2 separate regions of the Mus musculus genome follow, and region 2 is linked to region 1. Evidence: chromatin contacts called from public HiChIP or PLAC-seq data. All regions are on one chromosome and are shown on one strand. The core of a region is the stretch at or near the end of the contact, and the rest is flanking DNA. Distances in the headings are between cores, read along the strand shown. Region 1 has its middle 43 kb from the start of Gm20742. Region 2 has its middle 23 kb from the start of Themis3.

The links. HiChIP or PLAC-seq counts read pairs in DNA pulled down with a chosen protein or histone mark.
Region 2: a contact with region 1 is called in a FOXA1 HiChIP or PLAC-seq map of pancreatic cancer cells. The contact joins two enhancer-like sites.

What each region holds. Positions count from the first base shown.
Region 1 is chr17:66,234,025-66,237,111 of GRCm38.p6, reverse strand. No RefSeq gene overlaps it. Among named protein-coding and RNA genes, the nearest start is that of Gm20742, 43 kb to the right of the region's middle. Within about 2 kb of position 1,396, at least 30 of the 459 cell types and tissues checked have an H3K27ac peak or open chromatin away from gene starts, as enhancers often do. A contact at or near this core is called in pancreatic cancer cells, where this site is marked.
Region 2 is chr17:66,616,232-66,619,495 of GRCm38.p6, reverse strand. No RefSeq gene overlaps it. Among named protein-coding and RNA genes, the nearest start is that of Themis3, 23 kb to the right of the region's middle. Within about 2 kb of position 1,400, at least 6 of the 459 cell types and tissues checked have an H3K27ac peak or open chromatin away from gene starts, as enhancers often do. A contact at or near this core is called in pancreatic cancer cells, where this site is marked.

The DNA.
Region 1 (3,087 bases), core at 147-2,646:
GCCTGAGCTCATTTTCTGCGGTTATGTAATGACGTGTCCTAGAGTCAGAGGCTCCAGGTGATGCTGAGATGCTGTCTCCAAGTCTTGCTGGTCCTCTGCTCAGGGCCTGCAGGATGCAGGCAAAGGGACAGTTAGACTGCAATCTTGCCTTTCTCTTGCACTCAAGTCATCTTCTTGTCTGTCGGCCCTGGAAGCAGCCTTCTGCGGAAGTGCTAGCTCACATCTCTATGGTTGTCCGTCTGATGGTCCTGAATTCTAACTGTCTTGGCACTGACTGGCAGGACTGCTGAGGGGCTGGTGGAGGGTGCTGGGGGGGGAGCTGGGGGGGGGGGGTCAGGGGTGGAATCTTCTGATCACCTGATCATTTCCCCTTTGTGAACTCATTGTCCATTGATTCAATACCTCAGTTACATCTATGCATCCTTTACCTTTGCCATAGCACACGAGGTGACCCCAGGTATTGATCGTGACCCCAGGCATTGATCGTGCACAGTCGCAGGTACCGCACTCGAGAGGAGCAGGTTAGGGTTGAGAGAGCCTGATGAAAAATCCTGTCTGTCCCCAGCTCTGATTTAGAAGGCCCAGGTGCAGTCCTACAGTCCCCGGGCAACACAGAGTGACACTGAACTTCCCAGCAAGTGAGAGAGGCCTGCATCCAAGGCCCCCTCCTATACCAAATCCTCATTCCAAGAGCGCACCTCACAATCCTGCAACCAGTCCTTCGGTGGCAGCGTCTGAAAGCATGCACAGTTCAATGACTTCTTGCAGACACAGGAAATCCACGCACTCAAGTCCAGCTCGAGATGTTCCTCGGAGCTCTTCAGAGTCGGCACTGCAACACAAAGGAGCAGGCAGCCTTCCTCCAGACTCCTCTCTAGGATTTGCCCAGGTATAGTGCCACCACTTGGGGGGGGGTTTCTTGCCTCAGCTTGTGGTCATGCCTCTGCCTGCCCGTGAGCCTCTCACAGATGAGGCATTCAAGAAACTTGGTGGTGTAAGCCTGTAATCCTAGTAAATTTGAGGCCAGCCTGAGCTGCGCAGCGAGAATACATTTCAAGGAAAACTAAGCCGTGAACTCTCTCCCTTACTAGGTAATAATCATCGCTCAGACTCTTACATTCCTGCTCGAAGTACCATGTACTTGGCAGCATTCGAGGTAACTGTTTATTGCATACGGAGCCCTGTGAGTTAATACAGATAGCGCCATTAGCCCCGTGGCCATCTTGGCTGAGGCTGGGAAATACAATCGCTACAAGCCTGCTGGGACCCATCTTTCTCTCCCCAGCATGGATAGAAGATGAAGTCCATCCCCTGCTCTGGAGAGCAGGGTATGAGGAGCTATTTGGTACCTGTACCCTCTGCTGAGCCCCTCAACACTCTGTCACCCTTTATAGGGTAGGGAGGGAGGCTCAAGGGGATTAAAAGACCCGGCTGAGGTCATGTCGTACTGCAGCCTGGATTAAGCCAGGATCACGTGATGGCAACGCCATATGTTTTCTAGTTTGAACTCCTGAATTCTCCCCCCTCCCCCCAACTCTCCCTCCTCCCTTTCAGGTTAAGTATAATCCTAGAAGCCATGAACTGCACTTAGGTGACTGAGCTTTACAAGGATATTTAAGAGTTCTAATGGAGCTTTTTAACAGAAAGGCACATACACACATGCGCGCGCGCGCGTGTCTTTTGGGATGTCTGTTGGGGTGGGAAATGCACCTTACAATGAACAGCGCTGGCCCCAGGACAGCCTGTGAGCCACAGAAATGGTGGACAGGCACATTGTCAGTGGTTTAGCATGCTTTTGGCGCCATCTAGTGGTCGGAGGGGGGAATGTGCCTCTGAGAAAACCCATTCTCCCCCAAGTCATTGGAGCGTGCTTGCCTCCAGGTGAGTAACGTTAGAGCACAGGTTACCCATGATCCTTCCTACTGTGCGCACGGATGTATTTGTCTTTCCTCGTGAGCTCAAGTGTTTTTTTTTTTTTTTTCTATTTCCAAGTCTTCCTACGTTTAAAGAGAAATTCTTTAAAAAGAATTTCCAGAAGCTGGGCGTGGTGGCACACGCCTTTAATCCCAGCACTCGGGAGGCAGAGGCAGAGGCAGGCGGATTTCTGAGTTCGAGGCCAGCCTGGTCTACAAAGTGAGCTCCAGGACAGCCAGGCCTATACAGAGAAACCCTGTCTCGAAAAACAAAAAGAAAAAGAAAAAGAAAAAGAAAAAAAAAGAAGAAGAATTTCCAGAAGATTCGTGTTTTAGATCACTCTTCATACAACAATGCGTAGTTTATCTGGGTCCCCTACGCTGGCATGGACAAGCCTCGTGCTGTAGGAATACCCCAGACCGGCTTTAGGCAGAGGTCAGATGCCTCAGAGCGCCACTTCACTGGCAAACCCACGGCTTCCGCGTATTTCCCAGCAACCTCGGGCCAGGCTTCTGTGAGGACGGTGACGTTTGCGTGGCAATCCTATAAGGTTGGTGTGATTGTTCCCATCTGATAGCTGTAACGCACCCAGTGAGGTTGTGACAAAAAGCGATTGGTGAATTGCGTGGTGAGTGAGAAGCCAAAAGCGGCAGACGGGAGGCCAAAAGCAGGGGAAAGACTGATCACAAAACAGCGCTGCCCCCAAAGAAGGCACAGGGAGAGCGCACATACTCCTGTGGGGGTCGGCCCACTCCTAAGCATTCTCATTAAGGAGTACACGCCTGGGCTTGTTTAAGATCATAAAGCCCATGTTTAAAATACTAAAGCAAAAACGAGCATACCCCTGGGGCATGCTAGTTTGCCCCATAGAATTTTAGATGAAAATAAATGAAAAGCTACTTTGAAGGAGCATTAATAAGAGGGGTTTCACCAAAGGTGCCTACCTCACTCCGGGACAAAGAGTATCACACAGGTTCATTCCCTGTCAGGCAGGCCCGTTTACCTAACTTCCCCTGATTTCTTCTAAAGCGGTGTCTCTACTCTGAGCATTTTGTTTTGCCCTTTATTTAGATATATTATCTTTCTCTAAGGAAGATACTTAAACCCTGTAAAGGGATCGTTCCATTCCGTGTCATCTTTATTTGTACAGATTCTCACAGATTGATTATCTAT
Region 2 (3,264 bases), core at 151-2,650, 380 kb before region 1:
TTGCATATACTATTGCATGCTGGGTTTTTTATTTATTTTTAGTGTGTATGTGTATGGTATATGTGGATACATATGCACGGATACATGCAAGTTCCTGTGTGTGCACAGATGTGCACAGGCATACACATATGGAGGAGGCCAAGGGTTGGCATCAGGTATCTACTCAGTCATTCCATGCCTTTTTCTCTTGAGATGAATCTTTCACTGAACCTGGAACTAGACTGGCAGGCAGCAAACTCCAGGGATCTTTTCCTCACATCCGCACAGCGCTTGGGTTGCAGGTATGCACAGCCACATGCAGCTTTTGGTATAAACGCTGGGAATTTTAAATTCAGGTGCTGTGCTTTCCAAGCAGGCTCTCTTAGCCACTGAGCCATCTCTCTGACTCTGCTCATCTTATTACATTCTAAGTTGTGCAAACAGAATAAGAACGCAGGGAAATAACTCTTCAGGGGTAGGCCTGGGTGTCAGGATCAGCATCACCCAGGACCCCACCCTTCTTCTAATGTGACTTCTGGGAAAGCAGAGGCTGAGTTTTTCTGAGATCGGACTTCAGTTGGTAGCTTTGTCCCCTTCTGGTACAGCTGAGCCACAGCACAGCACACAGCTTCCCTCAGAAGTTTCCACACTGCCTTCGCCTGTCCTCTGGGGCCTCGAGAGGTCACCTCTCAAGCCTTCAAGGAAGGACAGACAACACAGACCACACAAGTCTGGAGTCCGGCTACCAGGCAGAACAACTCTTTTGTTCCTTCTCTTCCAGCTCCATTTGGCTTCCCCAGCTCCAGACCTTTGGCTCCTCTTCTCATCCCGTCATATTGCCTGACATATTTCAATGCTCTTTTCCTGCTGCCACCTCTGACAGTTACCTCTGTCTTGTGGTTGCTCTTCTCTCTCGTTTGCTTTGTCTTCTGGATGGCTACTTTCCCCCGTAAGCGAACTTTGAGAGCAAGGTATTTATTCCTTGAATTGGGTTTTTGTTTTGTAAGGGGCAGCATAACATCACCTGCTGTCTAACCCCGTGATGGGAGGGCAGGATGGACGCAAGGAAAGAGTCGAGTCAGAGTGCTGTGGCTGAAGACGATGGGCACAGAAGTTATCTATGAGAAGCTTAGTCTCCAATGTGGCTGAGCTTCGGGGATAAGCCCTAAAGGAGAAAGGGACTAATGTGATTCTCAGCCTTGGGTCCCGACCCCTTGGGGGTTGAATGACACTTTCCCAGGGGTCACCTCAGACCATTGGGAAACACTGACATTTACATTATGATTCATAAGGAAAATTACAGGTATGAAGTCACAACAAAACTAATTTTATGGTTGTGGTCACTACCACATGATGAACTGTGTTAAAGAGTCACCACATTAGGAAGGCTGAGAATCACTAATCTAATGTTCAATAGGGTACTTAGATGACTCAGGATCTCTGCTTACAGAACCTCTAGTCTTTATGGAGTAGGAGGAGAAAACTCCAGTGCTGTGTGGTTACAGCAGAAAAGGGACAAAACCACACAATGCAGGACGGCCTCTCTTAGAGTCCTCATCGGCTATGTGGGAAGCCAGGCCCATGGTGCCAACCCACAGTCTCCTTCTTGGTTCAGGCTATGGAGAGAAGACAGTCTCATCTGGTCTCCCCCTTCAATGTGCTGTGCTGATGGAAATGGTGGTAGCCAAGAAGTAGGCTGAGAGGACTTCCTACCTTGACCTTTGTGTGACCTAGGTGCCGTGTAGAGTGTCTGGGCGTCAATCCTATCCAACATGACACCAGCCACTAACACTCTTGAGCTATGTGCTAGATCTGAGTCTTTGCTCGTACTAACTAGGGTCCTCCAAAAGCTATTACACTGACACTGCTATTAACCTCACTTCCTGGTTGAAGAACTCCATAGGGCTAGAAATCTAAGGCCTAGAAATCCAGGATAGTGTGCCCAGTTATCACAGGTAGAGAGTAAGGGACTTAGGAAGTTGAGGTTGCACCATTTATTCTTGGCCCTAGTACTAAATGGTAAGGTGATTTCTGCTTTTGACTCAATAGGTAGATAGTTGAATGATACAGTTTGTCCCTCAAAGGTTGATGTCCTAGAAACTAATTCCTAATAGTTGAGGGGTAGTAGGACTCTTAAGAGGTAGAACCTGGATGAGTAGTGGCGATATGCTACATCCACTCCAGTGGTGACAAGCACGACAGGCCCCAAAAACCTGTTCACAGAAACTTAGTCTCCTGGGACCGTGGCATCCTGTATAACGAATGCTCCAATGTCCTTGCTTTAGTTGGTAAACGGATCTGTGTGCTTTCCTTTAATATTGCTTTATTATAAGTGCTCCTAAGGATTGATTCTTTGACATATAGCTAAGTTAGATTCTAGGCAGTCCTTGATCCGAACCTGGGCATGGATAGCTAAGTCACTGCCCTACACAGGAATGTACCATTATCTAGGAAGAAGGAAGTGTGTGATCTAAGGAGGAACCAGAGTAGATACTTAGAACTATAGATAGCTGAGTTACACCCATATACAAGTATTTACAATGGCCTAGGGAGAAGGTGGACTATACAGTAGACTAGAATAGGAACTATGGCAAGGGCATGAAGCCCTTGTCCCTGGCTTCTAAGTTTAAGCTGACTTTATGTGGGACTGTTTTTTATCCCAGTTGTTAACATTGAATTTTATCCCCATTGGTTCCTGCCAGTCCTTTGTGTTTGCATTCCTCTGTTCTATGTAAGGATCCCGTAACCTCCTTGTACCTTGCCAGTGTGTCACCTAAATTCCCTATTTTCTTCTGTATAAAAAGTTTGATGCTCGATTTGACAAATTACACAGATTCACACTCCCTTGTGTCGAGTCTGTTGGTCACCCCAATTCCCGCCGACTCTATGCCCATCTGCCGGAACCCCTGATTCCCACGGATTGAGGGGGGGCCGACTAGGCCTAGTCCGTGGCAGTGATACACACTTTTAATACCAGCACTCAGGAGGTAGAAGCCGGCAGAGCTCTGTGAGTTCAAGGCCAGCCAGATATACAGAGAAAGTTCCATGACAGCCAGGGCTACACAGAAAAACCCTGCCTCAAAAACAAAGAGCAATGAAAGTCACGGTAAGTCAGTGAACACACAAAGTCATGGTAAGCACACAAAGGTTAACGTACGAGGTCCTCTCAGCCTACTTCTTGGCTACCACCATTTCCATCAGCACAGCACACTGAAGGGGGAGACCAGTCTTCTCTTCTTGGCATGAACTAAGAAGGTGGAACCAGTGGAAGCAATAACCTTAGGA